7 separate regions of the Mus musculus genome follow, and regions 1, 2, 3, 4, 5 and 6 are each linked to region 7. Evidence: chromatin contacts called from public HiCAR-type, HiChIP or PLAC-seq and promoter capture Hi-C data. All regions are on one chromosome and are shown on one strand. Each heading gives the region's core, a stretch centred on a gene start, on an enhancer-like site or on the middle of the called end of the contact. The rest is flanking DNA. Distances are from core to core; before and after follow the strand shown. Region 1 holds the start of B9d2 (B9 protein domain 2). Region 2 holds the start of Aplp1 (amyloid beta (A4) precursor-like protein 1). Region 3 holds the start of Rbm42 (RNA binding motif protein 42). Region 4 holds the start of Arhgap33 (Rho GTPase activating protein 33). Region 5 holds the start of 4732471J01Rik (RIKEN cDNA 4732471J01 gene). Region 6 holds the start of Cd22 (CD22 antigen). Region 7 holds the start of Psmc4 (proteasome (prosome, macropain) 26S subunit, ATPase, 4).

What was found. Promoter capture Hi-C pulls out the DNA fragments that hold promoters and counts their contacts. HiCAR-type assays count read pairs that join an accessible place to other places. HiChIP or PLAC-seq counts read pairs in DNA pulled down with a chosen protein or histone mark.
Region 1: an H3K27ac HiChIP or PLAC-seq map of bone marrow-derived dendritic cells shows a contact between it and region 7, with 5 times the contacts expected there. The contact joins the promoter of B9d2 here to the promoter of Psmc4 in region 7. A contact is called at or near these places in 1 of 39 promoter capture datasets (cranial neural crest) and 1 of 115 datasets of contacts at active chromatin or transcription factors (bone marrow-derived dendritic cells).
Region 2: a contact with region 7 is called in a HiCAR-type map of astrocytes, with 2.9 times the contacts expected there. The contact joins the promoter of Aplp1 here to the promoter of Psmc4 in region 7. A contact is called at or near these places in 1 of 39 promoter capture datasets (hippocampal neurons) and 1 of 115 datasets of contacts at active chromatin or transcription factors (astrocytes).
Region 3: a promoter capture Hi-C map of neutrophils shows a contact between it and region 7, with 4 times the contacts expected there. The contact joins the promoter of Rbm42 here to the promoter of Psmc4 in region 7. A contact is called at or near these places in 4 of 39 promoter capture datasets (cranial neural crest, erythroid cells, hippocampal neurons and 1 more).
Region 4: a contact with region 7 is called in a HiCAR-type map of astrocytes, with 2.8 times the contacts expected there. The contact joins the promoter of Arhgap33 here to the promoter of Psmc4 in region 7. A contact is called at or near these places in 1 of 39 promoter capture datasets (liver) and 1 of 115 datasets of contacts at active chromatin or transcription factors (astrocytes).
Region 5: a promoter capture Hi-C map of liver shows a contact between it and region 7, with 6 times the contacts expected there. The contact joins the promoter of 4732471J01Rik here to the promoter of Psmc4 in region 7. A contact is called at or near these places in 4 of 39 promoter capture datasets (cranial neural crest, liver and pre-B cells).
Region 6: a promoter capture Hi-C map of pre-B cells shows a contact between it and region 7, with 2.6 times the contacts expected there. The contact joins the promoter of Cd22 here to the promoter of Psmc4 in region 7. A contact is called at or near these places in 3 of 39 promoter capture datasets (hippocampal neurons, pre-B cells and second pharyngeal arch cranial neural crest).

The regions. Positions count from the first base shown.
Region 1 is chr7:25,678,933-25,682,168 of GRCm38.p6, forward strand. It overlaps B9d2 (B9 protein domain 2), which reads left to right and starts at 1,848. Exons shown (of 4, transcript NM_001362154.1): 1 at 1,848-2,046; 2 at 2,451-2,542. The coding sequence starts at 2,455. It also overlaps a transcript of Tmem91 not described here.
Region 2 is chr7:30,443,901-30,447,019 of GRCm38.p6, forward strand. Aplp1 (amyloid beta (A4) precursor-like protein 1) reads right to left here and starts at 1,682. Exons shown (of 17, transcript NM_007467.3): 1 at 1,422-1,682; 2 at 418-561. The coding sequence starts at 1,568.
Region 3 is chr7:30,648,723-30,651,831 of GRCm38.p6, forward strand. It overlaps Rbm42 (RNA binding motif protein 42), which reads right to left and starts at 1,506. Exons shown (of 10, transcript NM_133693.2): 1 at 1,216-1,506; 2 at 862-997. The coding sequence starts at 1,355.
Region 4 is chr7:30,533,568-30,536,739 of GRCm38.p6, forward strand. It overlaps Arhgap33 (Rho GTPase activating protein 33), which reads right to left and starts at 1,493. Exons shown (of 22, transcript NM_178252.3): 1 at 1,359-1,493; 2 at 536-645. The coding sequence starts at 613.
Region 5 is chr7:25,393,406-25,396,284 of GRCm38.p6, forward strand. 4732471J01Rik (RIKEN cDNA 4732471J01 gene) reads left to right here and starts at 1,308. Exons shown (of 7, transcript NR_015569.3): 1 at 1,308-2,548. It also overlaps a transcript of Lipe not described here.
Region 6 is chr7:30,879,028-30,882,205 of GRCm38.p6, forward strand. It overlaps Cd22 (CD22 antigen), which reads right to left and starts at 1,315. Exons shown (of 16, transcript NM_001043317.2): 1 at 1,209-1,315; 2 at 902-990; 3 at 168-313. D7Ertd128e (a long non-coding RNA gene) reads left to right here and starts at 2,926. Exons shown (of 3, transcript XR_881941.3): 1 at 2,926-3,111.
Region 7 is chr7:28,048,396-28,051,664 of GRCm38.p6, forward strand. It overlaps Psmc4 (proteasome (prosome, macropain) 26S subunit, ATPase, 4), which reads right to left and starts at 1,697. Exons shown (of 11, transcript NM_011874.2): 1 at 1,588-1,697; 2 at 709-807; 3 at 398-584. The coding sequence starts at 1,623.

The DNA of each region.
Region 1 (3,236 bases), core at 598-3,097, 2.4 Mb before region 7:
CGGTTTATGAAATCCACCGAGACGTTCGCTTACTGTGTGTGCACTTTTCTGTACCTAATACTTACAAAGTGATGTTCTTGAAGAAGGTGGTTCAGATCCTTCTGTTCCTAAAATGAGTCAGTGGCAGAAGAAAGCAAGGTGTGAAGCCCTATTCCAGCTGCCATGGAGAACACCATGGCAACCACGTGGTTCTAGACTCCCATTTCCAGTGAATACCTGAATAAAGTGTGGGCTCTAGTTACACTGAATGCACTGTGACACTCCAAAGGAGGGAAATTCGGACACACACTTACAATGTGGATGAGCCTGCATGACAGAATTACTGAATTAAATAAGTCAATACAACAAATACTGTATGGCCTGGAGAAATGGCTCAGTTGGCAAGAGCATAGTGTGCTCTCGCATAGGTCTCAAGTTCCATTCTTACCGTGTGTCCTGGGTGGTCACTACTGCCTGCAATGCACTCTCCAGAACGCCAGATACTCTCCTGTAGCCTTGGCAGGCACTGCATGCACCTGGTGCTCAGATATACGTGAAAAACACCAGTGCAAACAACAGATGTTTAAAAAGCAAGCACACAAAAACAGTGGTGTTAGTGTTGGTAACACATATCCTGAAAATTGGAAGGAAAAAAAAGTGGATAGCTTCTAGGGACAACCTTGGAGGTTGGTGAGCTAGCTTCTGGCCTCTACATATGCACCATACAAACAACCACCCATACACCTGAACACACCACACACACACACACACACACACACACACACACACACACACCACACAGACGAGCTATCTTCTGGCCTCTACATATGCACCATACAAACAACCACCCATACACCTGAACACACCACACACACACACACACACACACACACGACTTAAGTTCTTGTTTTAGTTTTAGTTTGTTTGTTTAAGGGGGATTGGCCTGGAACTCACTTAATAGCCCAGGCTGGCTTTAAATTTGCAGCATTCCTCCTGCCTCAGTCTCTCATGAGCCACAATACTCATCATAAAATTTTTAAAATTTGTTTCCGACTTGGGAAAAAAATATATATATATAAAGGAGAGAGGCTTTCTTCCCTGACTTCCTGCCAAAGGGGCTTCTTCCTTCCTTTTGTAGGATTTATTTTTATTATTTGTGTATGCCACCTGTGCGCGGGGCAGGGGTTGAGGGTGGGAAGTGTCCTCTGGGACGCCAGAAGAGGGCAGAGTTGGAGCTGGAGTTACAGAATGCTGGGAACCGAACTCCAGTTCTCTGGAAGTGAGGCAAGCGCTCTTGTTGCACCATCTCTCCAGCCCCGTCTTCCTCATTTATCTTTACTCCAACCTGTTTGTTCAAAACCAGCTGCTAGAATGAACTTTGCAGTGACTCTGAGAAAGAACTTGGACTTCTCAGTCCTTGAGAAATCTGAGGAAGCTCTGAAAACTGAAGAGAAACCCACTTCCCAATTTCTCTAGTGTCAGAATATGGAGGTCCTTTTTTCCCCTCCAGCTACAACATAGAGATGACTACTATGGGAGTCCCTTTAGGTGCCCGTTTAGTGTCGGCTGGCTCCATTCTGGCTGTGATCCTGAACAGGAAAGGTGTTTTGTTTTGAGGAAGCAAAGAGCATCAATAGATTTGCTTATTGCGTGAAGAAGATATGGAGAGGAAACAGTTGGCGTTCTAACTTCCTCAACTGCTGATAGAGATAACCCGCCAGGCCTCCCACTCTGGGGCGTAAGGCGTCGCAGGAGCAAGACCTATGCAATTCTCGCAAAAAAGTCCCGAATGACCGCGTCCATCACGACTACGCCCCGCCCCCCAGAGGGCAGCTATAGCACCAATCATCAGCACGCAGGGCGGGCTCAGGGGAGGAACCTGCTGTTGCCCCAGCAACAGTCGGGGCACCCCAGGAGAGCGAGGCTGCGGATCTATCTACCTCAGATCTCCCTCCGCCTGGAAGGGCCCGGGAGGGGAGCGAGACTAGTCTCGACGGCGCCCGCAAAGAAGCCCGTGAACTACCATCCCCGAGGCAGCTTTCACTTCTAACGGTCAAGTACGCGGAGGTAGGAATGACGCATGCGCTACGCCTACGGGCAAGGGTAAAGCGGCCCTACACCCGAGACGAGACGCATGCGCCTTTTGAAGCTTGGCTGATCTGCCGCGAAGGGGCGGGGCCTTGCACATGTGGGCGGGGCCACAACCCTGGGGCGGGGCTTTCTAAGCGTCTGAGCCTTGGTTTATTTATTGGTGCAGGTTCCCACACCTCTGGGAGACTTCCCCATTTTTCTTGGGCTTTTCTGGGGACGTGGCTTGTATCTGTGATGAAGGCCACATTGTCAGTGGGTTGGTGGAACTAGCTTAGAATCACAGTGCTGTTCTTTATGTGATAGGCTTCAGTTTTCCCAGCTGTCAGATGGAAATAATACAGTTACCTCACAGGGTTGTGATTGAATTTTTCCTTTCCTAGAGCCATGGCTGAAGTGCACGTGATCGGGCAGATCATAGGGGCCACCGGTTTCTCGGAAAGCAGCCTCTTTTGCAAGTGGGGCATCCACACAGGTATCCTCCTCACACCTTGTTCATCTCCCAAACAATACCCAGCTCCCTCCCCTAGCCTAAGTCTCCATGTTCCTTCCTCGATTCTCCAATGAACTCATACTGTTTGCTTCTCTTTATCCTTGTCTTTCATGTTATCTCACCATCGGAAAACATAGCCCCTAAGCATATGGGGCTGTGACATAGAAAACACGCGCGCACACACACACACACACACACACACACACACACACACTTCCTGTCCTCAGGCCAGTAGACAAACTAGGTGTGCTTATGCATATCTGTAATTCCAGCACCTAGGAAGCCTTCTATTACAAGTTTGGGGCCCTGTCTCAAAGAAAAGAGCACAAAATATATACAAGATTATTGTAAGTTCTAGGGAAAAAAAGAAAGTGATGTGCTGGGGGCTGATTTGGGATGTGGAGGTCTGAGATCAGAGAAAGCCTTTCTGTGCAAGTGGCACTTGAATTGGGGGGCAGGAGGAAAACAGCCGGAAATGGGCACCCAGTAGCAGACGTTTCAGGGCAAAAGGAACAGCCGCTGCCAAGGCCTTGAGGCAAGGGAACAGGATGGGACCAGTGAGGCTTGAGGGTGGGGAGCGGCAGTGGCAGATGAGTGACAGGATCCAGGTCACACATGGGCCTTCGTGGCAACAGTGAGGAGTCTGAAAGCTTCGTGTGTGTGTGTGTGTGTGTGT
Region 2 (3,119 bases), core at 432-2,931, 2.4 Mb after region 7:
GCTCCATCACTTACTGAATCTTGTTGGTTTAAAAGGTCTCTTGATCTAAGCCTTGCCTCTCTTTCGGCCACGCCCACTTACACTCCCACTTTTTCTAAACGGATCCATAGATTCCTAAACCATGCCACTCTTCAGGCGACCTTGATTAGTCCATGGGGGGTGTGGGGGGGTGTTGTTGGGTTTTTTTTTTTTCAGTCTCCACCGCCGCCCCGCGGCCCCTAATTTCTCAAAATAGGTTTGCGCTGGCCCTTTAGGAGGGGCCTCTTCACTGACCACAGACCCCCAAGCTTTCCCTGGCTTTACAGATTCTCTCATCTCCCTAGACTCTGCCAAGTCCAGCTTCCTCAAGGGCGACCCCGCCCCAGCTTGGATCCACTTTCTCATTGACCACGCCTCTCCCCGTGGGGTCCCGCCCACCTGTCTGCAGTACTCCAGCACGCGCTGCGGGTCCAGAAGACAGCGTCGTGATCGCTGTGGGTCTGGTTCCCAGCGGCCGGTGCGCAGGTCCCGGTGAAGGGTTAGACGCCCACATAGTCCAGCCACTTGAGCCGACCCCGGAGCCTGGGAATGAAGGCAGATGGGGCAGTGAGGAGCCAGGGCAACGATGTCATCTGTGTTGTCTGGTTCTTTGCTCCCTAAAACCCAGATAGGGCTCCTGCCCCTATCTCTAGCACCAGCTCCTTCTAAGCACCTTCTGAGTGGAGAGACCGTTCCCCGGGAAACAAATCCCGTGGGGCTGGAGCGCCCCAGCTCTCCCGTTGCTATGGTGACCTGGGTCCCCACCCCCCCGCCCCGTTTCTCGCGGCCTTGTTGCTGAGAAGACAGGCTCCGCCCCCGCCCCAGCGGCTTGGGTCTGAAGCCTGAAGGGGTTAAACTTGAATCGTGTTGGGGGAGGCGGGGGGCGAACCCAGGCGTTCTGGCCCCTCCTCCCTCCATCCCCAGTTCAGGTTCCCACTGAGGGGGTGCAAAGACGACAGGGCCCAGCTTCCCAGCAGGCCTGCACATCAGACCTTTAAGGACTAGAGGAGCTATATCCGGATTGAGTAGTGGGTGGAGGCCCGGACTACTGGATGTTTGAGGGCAGGGGGTTCATGTGGGTCCAGATAATACAAGGGACCTGGGTTCTTAGAGCCAAGCGCCTACTGCCTGGTGCGTCCTACGCTTAGGTGGGCAGGTCTTGGGGCTTTGTCGTCTAGGGGTGCTCTGGATTTCTTGGACCAGAGGCTCTTGGAAAGAGCCAGGTCCGACGATGCGGGTGGGAGGGGGCAGGGACGTCAGACGATGGAGGAACCTAGGAAAATCTACAGTTCGGATCGCGTGGGGCAGGCCACCTGGCCAAAAGGACTGCGGTGGCCGTCCCGCGTCCAGGTCGAGGCCCGGTCCCGCCCCTTCCCCATCCCCAGGACCCGGCCGGGCCTCACCTCGGCCGCGCTGGGGCTCCCAACAGCCAGGTTCCCGACGGCGAGCTGCGCGCGCAGAAGCAGCAATGACAGTGGCAGCAACAGCGGCAGCGGCGGCGGTCGCCAGCGGCGACCCTGACCGCGAGCGGCGGGGCTGGTGGGCCCCATGTCCGGGCCTCGGGCCCTCACGTCCCCTGCGCTCCCGCCCGGCCCTACCCGGCCCCAGCGGTGACAGGAGCTCCCAGCGCCACCGCCGCCTCCTCCTCCCGCCGCCCCCGGGCTGCGCCGGCGCCGCCAGCCCCGCCCCGCGCCGGCCCCGCCTTCCCAGCCAGGACAATAGCGTGGCGGCTCTGCGCACTGAGAGGCTCCGGAACCCCGGGAGGGAGCCTGCTCCAAGTCCCAGCCCCTCAAGATTCCAGGTGTCACTGTCCGCGTGAAGACCGAGTCACTAGGTTCAGTCCTGGGCGTAGCCGTTTTCTGGACTTTCATCCTTGGCCTTCTCTTCTGGCAAACGCAGACACCCAGCATCAGCTTTGTCCTCCTCCAAGGATGCCAGAATCCATGGGGGTGGGGGTCTTCCATAAATCCCTCTCTTGAGGTCCCAGGAATATAGACCTCCGAATTTTCCCAGTCAAGAATTTAGGGAGTGTACTAGGAAAGCCTGTAATCCCGGCACCTGAGAGGAGGGGGCGGGAGGATAGGAGTTTGAAGCTAGCCTACCTACATGCAACCCAGTCTCAAAAGACAAAACACAGCTACAGCTAGGTAAATCTGCTCCCTTCCAGGCCTCTTCTGTCTCAGGACCGGAGGCCAAGTCTCCCACCCTTGCTTCCTCAAACCTAGGAAGCCTTCCTGCCCTGATTGCCAGGTGTCTGGATCTTCAAATACTCCCTCCAAAAATCCATGACTAAACCCTTTCTTTACAGATGACTCGGGTCAGGTGCTGGATACCATAGCCTTCCAAGACCAGCACCTGAGGACCACTGTGTGGAGTCCCCCATTCTCACCCTTTCTAAGGGCCACCTCAAGTCTTCTGCCTAAAGGGTTCACTGTTTTATCTTAAGTGAGTGTACAATATTCTAATCCCCCCCCCCGAAGCAGCCCAGATGTGTGTGTGTGTGTGTGTGTGTGTGTGTGTGTGCATCTGTATGGTGTGGACCTGCCCACATTTGTCTGTCTTTCTGCTTTGTGTGTGTGTGCATCTCTGTGGATGTGGGTGGGGTGAGGTAGTGGTGTATTATTAAAAGAGTTTAAAGTGGAATGGTGATGTGCACCTGTAATCCCAGAGGGCCTGAGGCAGCAAGATCAAGAGTTCCAGGCTAACTGCTGAGAGAAGGCTCAGTGATGAAAAGCACTGGCCGCTCTCTCAGAAGACCCGGGTTCAATTCCCAACACCCACACTGTCTATAACTCCAGTCTTAGGGGACCCATCCCTCTGTTCTGGTCTCAGGGACCAGGAATGTATATAGTATACAGTAACACATGCAGGCAAAACACCCACACAAGTAAAATAAAAATAACAGATCTTAAAATACAGAGAGAGAGAGAGAGAGAGAGAGAGAGAGAGAGAGAACCTACAGCAGTAAGCCAGTAGCAAGGGGCTAAGGAAGGACTTAGGACATCATCGCTACTGCCACCCAATGCATGAGAGGCGAGGGAGGACTAGATACAATACAACCTTTGTGGGCCTCTTCATTCATGGAAAACACCAGGAGACTC
Region 3 (3,109 bases), core at 256-2,755, 2.6 Mb after region 7:
TCTTACCACTTTGTAAGGTCAAAGAAACAACGGGAACTTTTCTGTTTTGTTTTCTCCTATACACCCCTTGCTTAGAACAGTGCCTAGTGCTGAGAAGGCACAAGAGTGCCTTTGATCTTTTTTGTTCCCTCCACAATGCAAGGGATTGAACCCACGGCTTTGACATGCCAGGCATGAGATTATTACTAAGCTGCATCCCAGCCCACCTAATAACTGTGAACAGAATAAACACGTTTTCTCTGCTGGTGTTCCTCTAAATAGTTCCCCCCTGTTTCCTTCTTTCCTCGGCTTCTTTCTTACAGCTGACTATTAAGCACCTGGAATATTATCCATGAGTCTTGGGAATGACAACACAGATATACATTTTAATATTGTTTTGGTTTTTTTGTGGTGGTAGTGGGCTTAGAAAATAGGACTCTGCCAGGCTAAGTGCTCTACCACTGAACTACACCCCAAATCTGTGAATAAAAACTTTCAAGAGATTTTTTTTTTTGTTTGTTTTTCGAGACAGGGTTTCTCTGTATAGCCCTGGCTGTCCTGGAACTCACTCTGTAGACCAGACTGGCCTCGAACTCAGAAATCCACCTGCCTCTGCCTCCCGAGTGCTGGGATTAAAGGTGTGCGCCACCATGCCTGGCTCAAGAGATGTTTATATAGAATAATCTAACACTGCAGAAAGTTCTACCGGACAGGCACTGTAGAATATTAGTTTCCAATGGATTAAATATACTGTCTTGCATCCTGAGTCCCTGGCACTTAAGTGGTCATGCCAGCCAAAACATCAATCGCTGTCCATAGATAAGCCCTTATTGGGACCAAACCATTCTGTTCTCCCGACTCAAGCTGTAGCTCTCACCTTACCTGTTGGTATGTGTTGGTGGCGATAATTGGGCGGATCACAGGAGCTGGGGGGACCTGCATCGCTTCTACCGTGGGCACCGCAGGCACAGCAGTTGGGATTCCGGTCACCGGAGCTCCCAATACTTCTTGCTCAAACCTGGGGGAGCGGGACAGATACCATAGGTCAGGTCTCACCAAGCCTGAGGTGCTGGGTACTTCTCCACCGCGCCTTCATCCCAGCTAATGCCTCCCCGCATCCCTCGGGTCCCACGGCCCCTTATGGAACCACATCTCAACCTTCTGAAGACCTGGAGGCTACAGGGTTAATTGGGTTTGCCCGGGAACAGCTTTTATTTCTCCTACTCAGGGCCTTACAGGGCCATCTCCGCCTCCATTTCTTTCAAGCGTTCCTCGCCGCTCTTGCCCGGGATGCCGACACCAGGCCCCGGGACCACCGGCCCTCCCGCCACCGGGAGTCCCGGAGCCGGCCCTGCTCCGGCCATCGCTGATGCCATAGCCTTCACCGCTCCTTCCAGCAGCCGCAGCGGGTTCTACGGTCGAGTCCCTGTCGTCTCAGGGTGGGAGCCGGCCGATGACGTATGGACTACCGCGACGGATGCGCTGCGTGAGGACGTAGTTTAAGAACAGGGGCTGAGACTTGGCCACACCCCCAGAGCGAGCAAAAGCCAATTAGAGTGTCGGAAAGTCAGGGCCCCGGAAGGGCCTCTAATCTGACAGACGCGGCTGTACGGATAGGCCCCGCCCTCGTAGAGAAAGGTGGGCGAATGAGAGCGAAGCAACGTCACTTTGACCCACCCCGCTGTGGAAGCCGGAACTTTGAGGAGGCACGGAAGTTCGGAGGTCCTTCCAGAAGTTTGTAAACACTGCAAAGCCAGGGTAGGAGTCTTTTGCACTCGGTGGACAGATACACTGCCAGGGGTCAGTTCATTATTCTTTTTTTGAATAAAATTTAATTTTACTGACTACCTCCATGGTTTTCTTTTTTTCATTTTGGGGTTTGGTTTGGTTTTGAGCCCAGGTATGGAACTTCCTAGGTTGACATAGGCTTTCAAGTGCTGGGATTATGGATACAGAACAAAATATTGGCTTTTAAAAAAGATTTATTTATTATTATATCTAACTACACTGTAGCTGTCAGACACACCAGAAGAGGGTGTCAGATCCCATTACAGATGGTTGTAAGCCACCATGTTGTTGCTGGGAATTGAACTCAGGACCTCTGGAAGAGCAGTCAGTGCTCTTAACTGCTGAGCCATCTCTCCAGCCCCCCAAATATTGGCTTTTATACTAGAGATATCTAGAGAGAAGTGTGGAGGTACATGTCTTTAATCCCATAATTTAGGAGATAGCCATGCAGATCTCTGGATTTAAGGTCAATCTACAGAGCAAGTTCCAGGACAGCCAAGCTTAGGCAATGAGGGAGGTGGAAAACAGAAAGCTGGTAATAGAATGGGGTTGGGGGTGGGGTGATGTTCCAGCATGTGGCTCTGGCTTTAGAGTGAAAAAGAGAAGAGACTACTGGGACAATTGATGCTGGTTAGCTGGAGCTAAGAAATTAGCGGTGATTAAGAAGAGACCAGCTGAGCCGGGTGTGGTGGCGCACGCCTTTAATCCCAGCACTCGGGAGGCAGAGGCAGGTGGATTTCTGAGTTCGAGGCCAGCCTGGTCTACAGAGTGAGTTCCAGGACAGCCAGGGCTACACAGAGAAACCCTGTCTTGGAAAAAAACAAACAAACAAACAAACAAAAGAGACCAGCATCTGGGGCTGTAGAGATGGCTCAGCGGTTAAGAGTACCAGATGCTCTTCCAGAGGACCTGGGTTCAATTCTCAGCAACCACATGGTGACTCCCAACCATCTGTAATGGGATCTAATGCCCTCTTCTGGTGTGTCTGAAGACAGTTTTTTTTTTTTTTTTTCTTTTGGTTTTTTGAGACAGGGTTTCTCTGTGTAGCCCTGGCTGTCCTGGAACTCACTTTGTAGACCAGGCTGGCCTCTGCCTCCCAAGTTCTGGGATTAAAGGCGTGCGCCACCACCACCCGGATCTGAAGACAGCTATTATGCACTCATACACATAAAATAAATAAATCATATATATATATGTACATATATATATAAAAGACCAGCATCAGTGAGGTGAAATCTTCTGGGAAGTATTTTTCTGAGGGCACAAAGAAGCTGTGTTCCAGAGACAGCCAAGGTTGTACCTCTTGTTGCAGCAGGACTTGGCTCAGCACCATGAAGAGAGC
Region 4 (3,172 bases), core at 243-2,742, 2.5 Mb after region 7:
CTTTTCAGAACACACGTGCCAGCTTCTCATTTACCTTCTATGCCTTTGCAAAGGCTATTCCTCAGACTGGAATGTGGTTTGCACACCGTCACTAGGTTCTCTCCTCCTCATTCCTCATGTGTGTTCCTTCAGAAAGCCCTCTCTGTCCATCTAAGGCTGTTTCAGACAATTGTCTCCATCCCATCCTGTGGGCTTTCTCCATCCCATACTACACAACTATACCTGAGCTTATCCATCTCACTCTGAGATGCTTCCTGCAAGGAACTCATCTCTCCCTTTGGAAATAGGGCCCCAGGCTGACACCCTCACCCCCACCCCCGCCAATGCCCAACAGAGATCAGCACAGAGTTAGTACTGTATGTATGATTCTTCTCTGGGTCCCTGACACGCAGTGCCAATCCAGTTGCACGGCATAGACTGGGCAACTCTGATGAATAAAATAACCAGCTGCCAGATGGGGATTCGGGGATTTGCTAGACTGGGCTTTTTCCCTCCTCCGTGTCCCTGCAACCCCAAGTTCATCCCTGGGTCTCACCCTCAGAGTCTGTCCCCTGCCAGCCCATGAAGCTCCCCAAGGCAGGATGGGATCTGACTGTTTCTGTGCCTGGAGCATGGGGCCTGCACAGAGGAGGTCTCAGTGAATGTCTGTGGAGTGAGGGAATGAATGGATGAATGAGCGGGAGCAGTATGGAGGAGGGGAGATGAAGACAAGGAGATGGAGAAGCCCCAAGGCTCAAGTGGAACGGAGGCGGGAGGCGCGATGTTGGCCTCGAGTAAGGATCGGGAAGCGGCGGGAGAGACTTCGATAAAGGTTCAGATCGATGTCGGTGGAGGGATTGAGAGCGCGTGGCGTGGGATGAAAATGAAGAAGAAAAGGGTCAGGCAGGGGATGGAGTGAGATGGGGGTGGGGCTCAGGAATGAGAAAGGGGCTGTTGGGAGCAGGAGGTGGTGGTCGGGAGGGTGACTGGGGATGAGGATGCTGAGGAGGGCGCTGGAGTGGGGGCTGGTTTCCAGGGAGCCTCGGCAGACGCCTGCAGGGGGGAAGCCCTCATGGGGCGCGCGGGTCCTTCCCTGAACCAGCCCCCTTTTCTCAAGTCCGGATCCTCCGCCACTGTCACCCCTTTTTCAGGGCCCAGAAGGGGGAGGGAGGAAATGTGCGCTGAGGGGGCGGGGTCGAGGCCCGGGCCGCGACCCAGGACCGCACCGAGGTGGAGACCGTAGGGGACCGCGAGGAAGGGTGAGGGGCGGCGCGCAGGCCGCGGGCTCGGGCGGGGCCGGGGGCGGGGCGCGCAGGGCGGGGCCGCGCGGACAGACTGGCACGCGGACACACAGACTGATGGCCCCGAGGGCCCCTCACCACCATGGTCGCGGTAGCCTCCTCAGACCCCGGCGGCTTTCGAGCCCTCGTTCGCAGTCCTCGCCACCGCCGCCTCCGCCGCCATGGTGACACAAAGGGGAGGGCGTGAGGCGCGCGCGGGCGGTCGCAGGCTCCTCCCCTAACGGCTGCCGGGGGGGTCTCTGGCGCGCGCCCCATGAGGGGCGGGCCAGCGGGCACGCGGAGGCCCTTCTCATTGGCTCCAGTTTTGGCCTGAGGGCTACGCCCCGCCCACAAGGCGGCTGCTTATTGGCTTTGAGTGCTGCTCTACTTCCCGCCCCCATCCCCGCCCCGTCTCTCCAGTCCCACCCCCCGAAGTTTGACAGCGCCACGCCCATGGATGGTTGGCATTGGCTGTCAGGGCCCTCCTGAGATAAAACCCTGTATTCTTTATGCTCCGCTGCCGCCACTTCTCTCCTTAAGCAGCCTGCCCTTTCCTCCCGCGGTCGCTCCTCGGACGTGCTTCATTGGGTTCGCCTACGACTATCCCCCACAAGCAGCCTTTTCGAAATGCGGGTCCTCCAGTCCCCACGCTGTCAGTCCTGATCCTGACCCCGCCCACAAGCTTTTTGATCTCGCACACCCCGCTGTGTCCCCACCCTAGGCTCTGTGCGACTTGGCCTCCCCCTATTCACTGGACATCTTTCCTTGTTTCCCTATATTCGCTTATTTGAGGCTAGCCTTTGACATCTTTTTCTAGGAAAAGCTTCTGTATGGAATGCTATGACATTCATGCCTCTCAGAAAGCCAGGTGCAGTCTTTTTTCTTTTTTTAAACGATAGAGAAGTGCCTAGAAAGCATTGCAGCCACACCCTTTCCGGAAGGATGCTTTCACTGATCTGGACCTGAGCAGGCCTCTCGTTTCGGTAGCACGCTCCCGGTCCAGGCTTTTAAAGACTTTGATTATTTAATTCGGGGATATACCAATAATCAAAAAAAAAAAAAATACAGCCTTACCCATATGGAAGCTCAAAGGCTAGTATGAACTAGGTGATTTCGGTTTGTAATCTCAGCACTGGAAAAGTGGGTGCAGGAGAATCATGAATTTGAGGCCAGCTTGAGCTGCATAGTGAAAATCTGTCTCAAACAAACCAAATTAGGGACTGGAGAGATGGCTCAGCAGTTAGCACTGACTACTCTTCCAGAGTCCTCAGATTTCTACTCCCTGTTCCAAGCACCCACATGACTGTTCACCAGCTACAGCTCCAAGATGTCCAGAAGATGCTCTCTGTGGGCACTAGGCACACATGGAACCCCCAACATATACACAGGCAAAATACCTGTATGCATTAAATAAAAAAATTTAAAACCTCCAAATCAAAGGCTGATGGGGGAAGATAATGAACAAAATAAATATAAATATGTATCATCCGAGAGAAAAGCTAGTTGGGATGGCGAAATATGGAAAGTGCTGGGTGGGGGGAGGGAATAAGTGTAATGAGTGATGATGCTACTAAGTTTTGGGGGTGGTTTGTTACCCAGCCACAGTTAAGATGGCCTCGGTCAAGTAGGTAATCTCAGCTTAAGTGTGACTTCCTCGGGCAGCCTTCTAGTGCCCCCTCTTAACTTGATCAGGATGTTATTGTGAATATCTTCTATTGTTCCTTGTGTCTAAACAGCTACCTCCTTATTGATTCAATCAAGTGTGTGGTTTGTTCAAAAGGATGAAAACCCACATTTATCTTGTTTCTGACATAGAGAATTGCATGTCAGAAATCTATCCCATTTCCCTTCATAAATCCCATACATATATCAAAACAACATTGATCTCAGATTAAAGAATCCCAGAAACCCTG
Region 5 (2,879 bases), core at 58-2,557, 2.7 Mb before region 7:
CCTTGGGCTTTGTCCATGCTAGTCAGGTACTCCAGTAATAAGCTACATCCCCAGCTCCAGGATTTTTCCTTTTATCATACTGGCTTGTTTACAATGTTTTGTAAATGGGTGAATGAGAGAGGTTGAGACAGAGTTCCACTCTGTAGCCCTGACTGACCTGCAACTCACTATGTAGCCCGGGCTTGCCTTGAACTGACTCAGCTTCCCAAGGACTGGGATCAGAGGTGTGCGGCACATGCCTGGCAACAACAGTCTTATTACCATCTGTGTCCTCAGCTCTACTGAGACTGCCCTGCTAGTTACAGAAAGCCGAAGCCTGGCACCTCTAGGTATTGAATGTCTGTCTCGGGATGAAATCTTTGTGACTAGAGCCTTTTAGATTCAGAATTAAGGTTGAGGCATACAACAGCTGTCAGCTCCACACTCCCTGCTCTGAGAAGGCTGAAGGTATCCATCTCCCTGCCCTCACTGGACAGGTACAGGAAACCCAACCAGCTCAGTGCCTCTGTGTCTCTGTCGTCATTTGGGAAATGGGCTGATCATAATGACAGCTGTCTCATCCAGTTACTTGTGGCAAGATCACAAGGATAAATGACGGCTCCAGCCAGTCAGGATACCCTTGGGGCAGAGGTGGGATCTGATTCACAGGTCTGAGGCCTGGCACTAGGAAGGGCCTCAGGAAATGACAGTCACTTCTCAGAGCTGCGAGCCTTTGTGAGTGTGCTTACCTGAACCCCGTGCAAGGGAGGAGCCTTACTCAAGCAGATTCTTTCTGACTCCTCATGACACTAAGGGCAGCTTGGCTATTAACAGCTCCACGTCACACTTCACACATTCCTTTGCTTATCAATCTAATAAATACTTGAATGTCCATGTGTCTGGCATTCCCTGTAAACAAGGCAGACACAACCCTACTCTTAGGGAGACCAGTGTCTAGTAGAGTCAGACACTCTACTCAGCACACTCAGCCAGACAGTAGACTTACATACACCTCTCCAAAACACACACATTTGAATCTGACAACAGCCCTACAGATGCCTGTTGGGAGCTCAGAAAAAAAATTGAGAAAAGGTCCCTGTTCATTACTTCACATTCATAGCAATTTGGTACAATGGGTCTTTGCGATTGAGGTTCCATATCGCTTCAAAGCATAGTGTTCTGCTATGTGTCTTTGTTGGGGGATAGGAGGCTTCAGGGTCCTGCTTGAGCTCCAACACTTGTCTACCAAAGGAGGATGAGGAATGATGAATTTGGGGGTTTTGGGTCTGGTAAGCCATGCCAGGTTTTTTCTGGTTTTGCCTGCACAGGAACCTGTCCCTGGAGTCTGATAAAGATCCATGGACTGCCGGTGGAGCTGCATAGCGGAGGGCTTGCTTAGTGTTCACCAGGCCCTAGGTTTGGCTGTAAGCAGCGCCACAAGACAGACAAAACTCATAACCAAACCAGGACTTAATGCCTGCTCTGATTGAGCCATGCAAAATCTTTGGTTGTTCTGCCACTGTTTCTCCAGCCTTTTGGATCCAGGGAAGCTAAATGGTAACTCCCTCCTTTCTCTAAGGACAACGTAAAAGTTCTCATGTTTTGCAAGTCGCCCCAGGGTTGCTGGGTTGATGAAGGTCGATTGTCAAAGAGCAGATGGATGGATTCACTGAGAGAGTAAGAAGGGGCTGCAAGGAGCTCTTCCAATTACCGGATGCCCCTTCTGCCTACCTTTTGCATTCTATTTATTTAGAAAAAGCGGTTAAAAACCCTTCTACGTTATTCTTTTAAGAGGGCAGAAGACATGAAAACCGCTTGAACCGAAACAGAAAACACTAAAGGCACAGCTCTTGGCCACACAGAAAAAGGAACCTGAGAGAGAACCTTATTCCGACAGACGAGCATTTCGGACACTTCCCCAAAGACCGCACTGGGACAGACGTAGTCCTTACGTCTCGGTGGGGCATTCTACTCTCACATCACCCCCCCCCCCACGCGCAGGACGGCAGTGGATCAGTCCACGGGTCTCTTCCCCCTCGTGGAAGTGGGTCAGTTCCCCCAGTCCCCAGTCCCCCGCAGGATGTGCGGGATTTCTTTTAAGCTGTTACCGACTCACCTTTGATCTTGCCTTTTCGCCACCGCCTGCGACTGCGGTTCTTCGATCCTTCTTTGCCCTGCTTGGAGGCCTGGGCCCCCACGGGCGCCGATTCCACGGCCGGCTCCATCAATTCTTTCCAGTCCTGGCGCGGGGCCCAATTCCAGCGATCAAGTTCCTCTCTTAGAGTCAATCCTAGTTACACACCACTGCCAGGCCCCCAAACCATCCAATCCTGGGCAGGCTCCTCGCGGAGCTCCGCCTTTAATGGGTGGGGCTGAAGGTCTTGGCCCGCCCATCTGCTCAGATTAAAGGAACCGCGCAGTGCACCGTAACGACAAACAAAAAACCAAAAACCAAAAACCAAAAAAAAACCCGCAGTCCTGGAAGCAGCGAGAAGTGCCCTCACAGCAGGAATAGTGAGGAGTCGCGTTAGAGTCACCCCAACAAAGAATTCTCAGTCATCTTGTGCAGGTGCTGACCCTCGCCATCTCATTCACCTTTCCTTGAACCTGGCCCGCCCACTTGCCCCGGGAGCCGGAAGAACGGGCGGGCGGGCAGGGGGCGGGCAACCCAAGGCGTGGGCGGGGACCGACTTGGGGGCGTAGCCGCGCTTGGTAGCCGTTTGGAGAAGCCCCGCCTTTTCCTCCGCCCCCTCACGTGGTCGTCCCTGTTTTTTTTTTTTTTTTTTTTTTTTTTTTCCCCCCCAGACAGGGTCCTAGGCTGTAGTTGAGGGTGGCCTTGGCCTCTCAGCAAACTACCTTCCAGTCTCACATCCGCGCTCCCTCCTAGTTCTTACTGCTCT
Region 6 (3,178 bases), core at 65-2,564, 2.8 Mb after region 7:
CAATTTAACTCTATTCATGTGGCTGTGATCTCTGTGTGAGTCCCCAGGGATCTTGCAGGATGTGCCAACAGAGTGTGTCTCCGGTGTCCGAGAGCAGAGCTGTGTCCCTTCGCTTCCCTTCCCTTCCACCCACCCAAGGTTTCCCATACCTTGCACAGCATCCTCACCTCCCTCTCTCTCCTGCTATTTCTCTCCCAGGCCGCAGGGCACAGGTAGTAAGGACTTCTGGGTGACCAGGAACAGGTGTAGGGAAAGCCAGTTCAGTTGCTGAGCGTGGGCTGGGTTCTGCCTCCACGGTTGGGGGTGGTGTGGCCTGGGTGTATATAAGAGGTTTGTGGGCTGAGGCTGGAGCAGATCATCTGAGGAAGAGCTTATCTTAGTTTCCCAGGTACAGGGAATGCACCACATAGAGATGTCTTCAAAGTCACAGCCACTTGGGAAAAGCAGAGCTCAACAGGAGGCTTCACTGCAGGACTTCTTAAGTTGTCTAAAGAGCTTAGACAGGCAGTGGCCATGCTTCTTTGGCCACGAGCTCTATTTTAATCTTTTCCAATGAAAGCGTTGCAGGGTTGCAAGCTCTGTTCTGGAGGACACACTTTAACACACCGGTGGGGTTGCTATAACAAGGGCTGTGGTGACAATCAGCCTCTGGGTGCTGGACCACCCTGTTTGTCCGGCAGCCCCTCCAGCCACATCCTTAGCAGAGCCTGGCTGGAGAACTCAAGCTTGAGCAGGAAGCAGGCAGTTCCAGAGTGAAGCTCTGAACCCCAGGAATTTACAGCATGAGAAGCAGGGACCTGAGCCTGGGGCCCGGACGGGTGAAGAGGTAGAGCAGGGTGCAGCAGCAACAGTTACTAAGTCCAGAAGCTTAGAACAGGGCCAAGAACTGTGATCTGCTCACCTTCTGAGAGCCTCAAGGTTAGCTTCCTGGTCCCATCATTTCCTCCCTGGCACTCAAAAGCTTCTTCTACCTCAGAAGACCCAGAAAGCCTGGAAAGGGGACACTGAACGACAGGGATGGGGAGAACAGGGTAGGGATGAGGGGTTGGGGTTGGGGGTTTAGGCGTTGGAGGGTGAGGTTTGTCTGTGCCTATTGTAAAGTAGATGAAAAAACACAGCAGGCCCTCGAGGCCAGCACACAGAGGCCACTCCATATCCACTCCATATTTACTTGTCGAGAACAAGAGAAAAGATTGAAATGGTTTTACCTGTTTCCTCCTGTGTTCGATCTTCAGGATCCCTAGCAGGATCTGAGAGTAAGAAAACTAAGAAAAGTCTCACACGCTTGGCCACGCCCCCTTCCTCTCTGGGCCTCTGCGAGAGACCAGCAGATATGGTGTGGATGAGAGGCCGTGGTGGAGAACACAAGTTTGGGGTCAGATTGATTCTCTGCAGTCACGTGTTGGCTTGGGTGTCTTCCATGTCTGATGAATTTCCATGCTGCTTTGTCCAGGCTCCCTAGAGCCAGACAACACACAAATACATACCTGAACACACAATAATCAAACACACACACACACACACACACACACACACATATATACTCATGCACCTGGGCGCCATCACAAATAAGTAATAATGAAGTAAAAGACTTCCCATTCAGGAACCCTTCTTCCCAGAGCTAGAGCTCCCAGCTGGCTGGGGAAGGAACAGGTCTTCTTGAAGGTGGCTTTCGCTTGCTGATACATCTTATTGCTAGCAATCACACCGAAGGCAGGAGCAGAGTGATCTAGCACTGACATGAATACCTTAGCAGCTCCACGGGCGAGGGGAGGACCAGAGCTCTGGGGAAGAAAGATTTGCTGAATGGGAACTCTTTACTCCCTTTTTATTTATATGTGATCGTGTCAAGACGCATGAGTGTGTGTGTGTATGTGTGTGTGTTGTGTGTTTGAGCATTGTGTGTGTTCAAGTGTATATTTGTATGTGTGTGTTTGTGTGTCAGGTGAGTGTTATGTTTGTGTATATGTGTGTGTTGTGTGTGTGTTTGTATATTTGAGTGTTGTGCATGTTTGTGTGTTTGTGTTGTATGTTTTTGAGTGTTGTGTGTGTTTGTGTGTGTTATGCATATGTGGTGTGTGTGTACATGTGTATGTGTGTGGTGTGTGTAGTATGCCTGTGGTGTCTGTGGTGTGTATTTGTGAGTGTATATGTATATGGTATGTGTGTGGCATGTGAGAGTATGTGTTTGTATATTATGTGTATTTGAGTGTTGTATATGTTTGTGTTGTATGTTTTTGTGTATGGTGTCTGTATTTGTGTATGAGTTGTGTGTGTTTGTGTTGTATTGTGTGTGAGTGTGTGTGTTGTGTACATGTATATGTATGTGGTGTGTGTATATATGTGTAGTGTGTGTGTGTGTGTGTGTGTGTGTAGAGATCAGAGGACAACCTGTGGAACGCTCTCCTTCCACATTTATGTGGGTTCCAGGGGTCAAACTTAGGTTGTCAAGCTTGCCCACAACCACTTTTACCCACTGAACCATCTGGCAGCCCTGCAAATGGGAAAGTCTTGAGATTGAAACTGAGTCACTTGCTAGGCAGCAGCCAGCAGAGAGATGCAAATTCTACAGATGGCAGGGAACATGAGGGCAGAGCTGACCTCAGCTCTACAGGCCCAGGGAATGTGCTGCACAAAAATGTCTTCAAGGTCATGGCTGGTCAGGAAAAACTGAGTGCAGACGTGCAGGGGCCACTCATGGCTGGGAGGAAAACTGAACCGCCAAGAGGCAGGAAACTCCTTTGCAAAGTATATGTGACCGTGAAGATGGATTCTGTAGCTTAAGAGCCTAGGATCTGGTGGGGTCTCCCACTGAGATAGGTAGAGGTCAGTGAGCTCCAAAATGTATAGGGGACACATGACATCCCACCTGGTTCTCTATTAACTGAGAGCTAAGGATAATGGTTTAGGGAGGGGAAAGTCTGGGATAAACATTCCGGGGGATTTGGATGAAGTCTGGCTCTACAGATAGCAAAGGTCACCGGCTTATTAATAATATCTACTCCTAACTTTCTGGGTAGAAAACAGAGGAGACACCCCTGTATTTACAACATTCCTGTTTTCTCCAGTGTTATCTGTGAAGACGGAATGGCGTGTCCCCTCTACACAATAGTAAGTAGGCTTTACTGTAGTCCTTCTGAAGCTGGCTAAAGAGCTCTATGTTACTAGACATGGGAGT
Region 7 (3,269 bases), core at 447-2,946:
TATCCAGCAGCAGTTGTGGCGTTAACTCAGGCGAGGGAAGTGACCACCAGTTTGTTCAACTCAAACAGACTAGAACCACAAACATCAAAGGTACTCCAACCCACATGGTAAATTTCTTCTTGTTTGGAGACAGGGTTTCTGTATGTACTCCGGGAAACATACTAGGTAGACCAGGCTGACCTCAAACACACAAAGATCCTCTTGTCCCTCCGCCTCCTCAAGTGCTGAGGTTAAAGGCGTACACCATCACACTTGGATGGTGAAACTACACGCACACACGTGAATTGAGAGGCAGAAAGAGACATTCAGAAAATAAAGTATGTATCCACTTCTGGATCGGTCAGTACTCTGGCCATTCTATCACCCTGCCTTGCTCCCAGCCTGCCTCACCACTCACCTGTGGTGGAGCCCACGATGGCTGTGTTCTGATCCACAGCTTCCAAGAACTGACCGATGACCAAGGGGATGCTCTGGATCCGCTTCACCTCCTCCTGGGCGTGGAGGAATTCCTTCTTCAGGTTCTTCTGCTCGTCCTTGATATACTCCTCCTGCACTTCCAGGAACTCCAGCTCCTGCTGCAGCTTCTGCACGCACAGGGAGGGCAAAGGGTTGGCTGCAGCCTTGCCGTACCACAGTGGGAGGTGGGGGGGGGGGCGTATGTGATGGGGGATGGGAGGTATGCAGGAGCCAGCTTAGGGTTGAACACACCTTGTAGCGGCTGTACAGGTCCTCCAGGTCTTCAGGTTCGGGTCCCAGAAAGGACAGGCCGGTCTGCGGCCGAGACACGGACAGTGCTGGAATCTCATCCTGTAGACGGTAAAGACAACTTGGTGTTGGAAGCAGAGAATCATCTCGTGAAATCAGCGAAAGCGTTCTTCCTATTTCGCCACCAAGTCACCTATGTCTCCAGTACCTGACATCATTCACTATCTCTCAATAGATACAGGAGCTGCTCAGTCCCCTATGTAGATTGCTAATAGTAGGCCCCTTAAACAAAACTCATCATGAAAGTTTTGCAGCAGCTCCATACCGAACCTTAGCATCCCAGTCCCCTCAAGAGGTTCTAAAAGTCCCATGGATTTTAAAGTCAGAGTCACATTCAGAGTCTCATTACCCAGTTCTTCCCCTCCCCCCCCCAAAAGCTTTCATGTCAGATTCCCAACTCACGTTAAAGCCAAAGGTCACTCAGCCAAACCACAACCAATACTTAACGCCTCACCGTTCACGTCCCAAGCACAGTGAGTCCACTGGTCCCTTGGCCACGAACATACCTAGGCCACGGGGCCCCCATACATCATCCTCCACCTGGTCCAGACCCCAAACCGAAAAGCTAGTAAGCACAGCTCTCCAGGCCTCGCAACCGTTCTGTCTGAAAAGTCTTTAAGTTCAACGCCACTTTCCTCCCGCTCTGCTTTTCTGAGCTTTGCCGCCCTCCTGACAACATGACTACCCCGCCAGGCCCCGGGACCACCCAAAGCTCGACACCGAGGCCTCTGAAACCACCCAGCCCAGAGCTGGGATCCTGAGAACCCCTCAGCACCCCACTCATGTCCAGCTCCCGCTAAGAAACCCAGATCCCCACTGCACCTGAATCTTTTCCACCAAAATGCCTATCTCCTCCATAGTGACCAAGCCGGCCTCAGTGCAGCCCGGCCAGTCACGGCTTCCGCTGACGCCAACGGAAGTCCTTCACATAGAGCATCTTGGGAAACGTAGTTTTTAAGGTACCGCTGCGGGTTGACCTGACGGGCCGGATAACAGGAAGGGCGGGAAACTCTTAGCCCTGGGCTCCGCCCCCAAGATGGGTTCCTGCGCTCTGCGCTCCAGGCGCGCGCGCGCGGACCCGCAAGGATGTTGCGCGTGCGCAGTAACTCTTGTTCTGGCGCCATCCTGCTTCGCGGCCCGTCGCGCGTTGTGAAGGTTTCTCCAGTAGATGGCGCGGCCGAGTTGCTCTTGAAGAAAAGTCTCCAGAGGATTGATTGATTGATTTTAATATTATCCACTTTTTTACTTTCTTGTCTTTACAAAGCCAGCCCCGAACTGAGAATATGAAGATTAATCAAGTCCTGTCCTAACTTGTTAAAAACTCCAGAGCTTTGTTAGAAGGAATTCGCAGACATAACTAAGTATAAGAAACGAGAGGCACTAAAGAAGCCTTTAGTTCCACAGAAGAATCTCTTGACCTTCTCTGGCCGCCACCTGAAGAGAGAAGCAGAGGTCACAGAACGGCGAGGAGCCAATCAGATCGTACCAAAGCTGGAGAAACCGAGGCAGCTGCGAATGCAGATCTTTGCGGAGTCCTGTCGAATCTTTTCTTCTCTGTCCTCTTCACATTATTTTTAGGGGCTGTCAAGATGGCCCAGTGCTGAAGAACACTTGTGGCTCTTCTACAGGACCCGAGTTCGGTTCCCAGCACCCAGGTGGGGCAGCTCACTAGCATCTGTAGGCAACTCCTTCGGTTTCTGCAGGCACCTGCACTCAAGCACACGTCCCCGCTAGCAGAAACACACTTACACATAATTAAACGTTTTGAAAGGATTTTATATTTAGTTACGTGTACATGTGTATATCGGAGTGCGAATTTGTGCACCTGGATTCAGTACATGCAGAAGCCAGAAAAGGGCATAGGAATCTGTGGCACTGGAGTTACAGACTGTGTGCGCCATCTTTTCAGCCTCCTGTTGAGTTTTGATTGTTGTTATGGCTCAGGAACTTTGATATGCTAAGCAAGCCCAGCTAAAATCCTTAGTATGTATTATATTCTCTTCTACAAAGAAGGAAGCTGGTGCCAAGCACTGAAGTCACTTGAGCAACTGGTAAAGCAGGGTTAGAACCTAGATCTGTATTCCTTGTACCAGGGATATACACTACCACACTTCATAACAGCTATAGTTTTTGTTAAGTAAACTTTTTATTGGGGCACAGATAGGTAGCAGGCACAAATCATTATTTTCTAGCTACATAATGCTGCACAAATTGAACGTCCTATCTGTTCTGTATGGTATGGAGAATCTACAGTAGCTCTCACACTGGCTAGCAGGTGGGTTCCTTCCCTCCATCAGTTGAAGAATTAAAAGACAGAAAAACAGTGACCACAAAGTAAAGGTGAAGTTTGTTGGCAGGCAATACAAATAGTTGAGAGAGGCAGCTCTCCAGCTATTAGGAGGCTGTGTTTTTCTTTGGTTTTAAGGTGTCCCGCTGGTGAGTTCCACGCCACCTGTTCTCTGTTGATCTAATGGTGCTTATGTAGCTCTTCTGTAGCAGGCCTA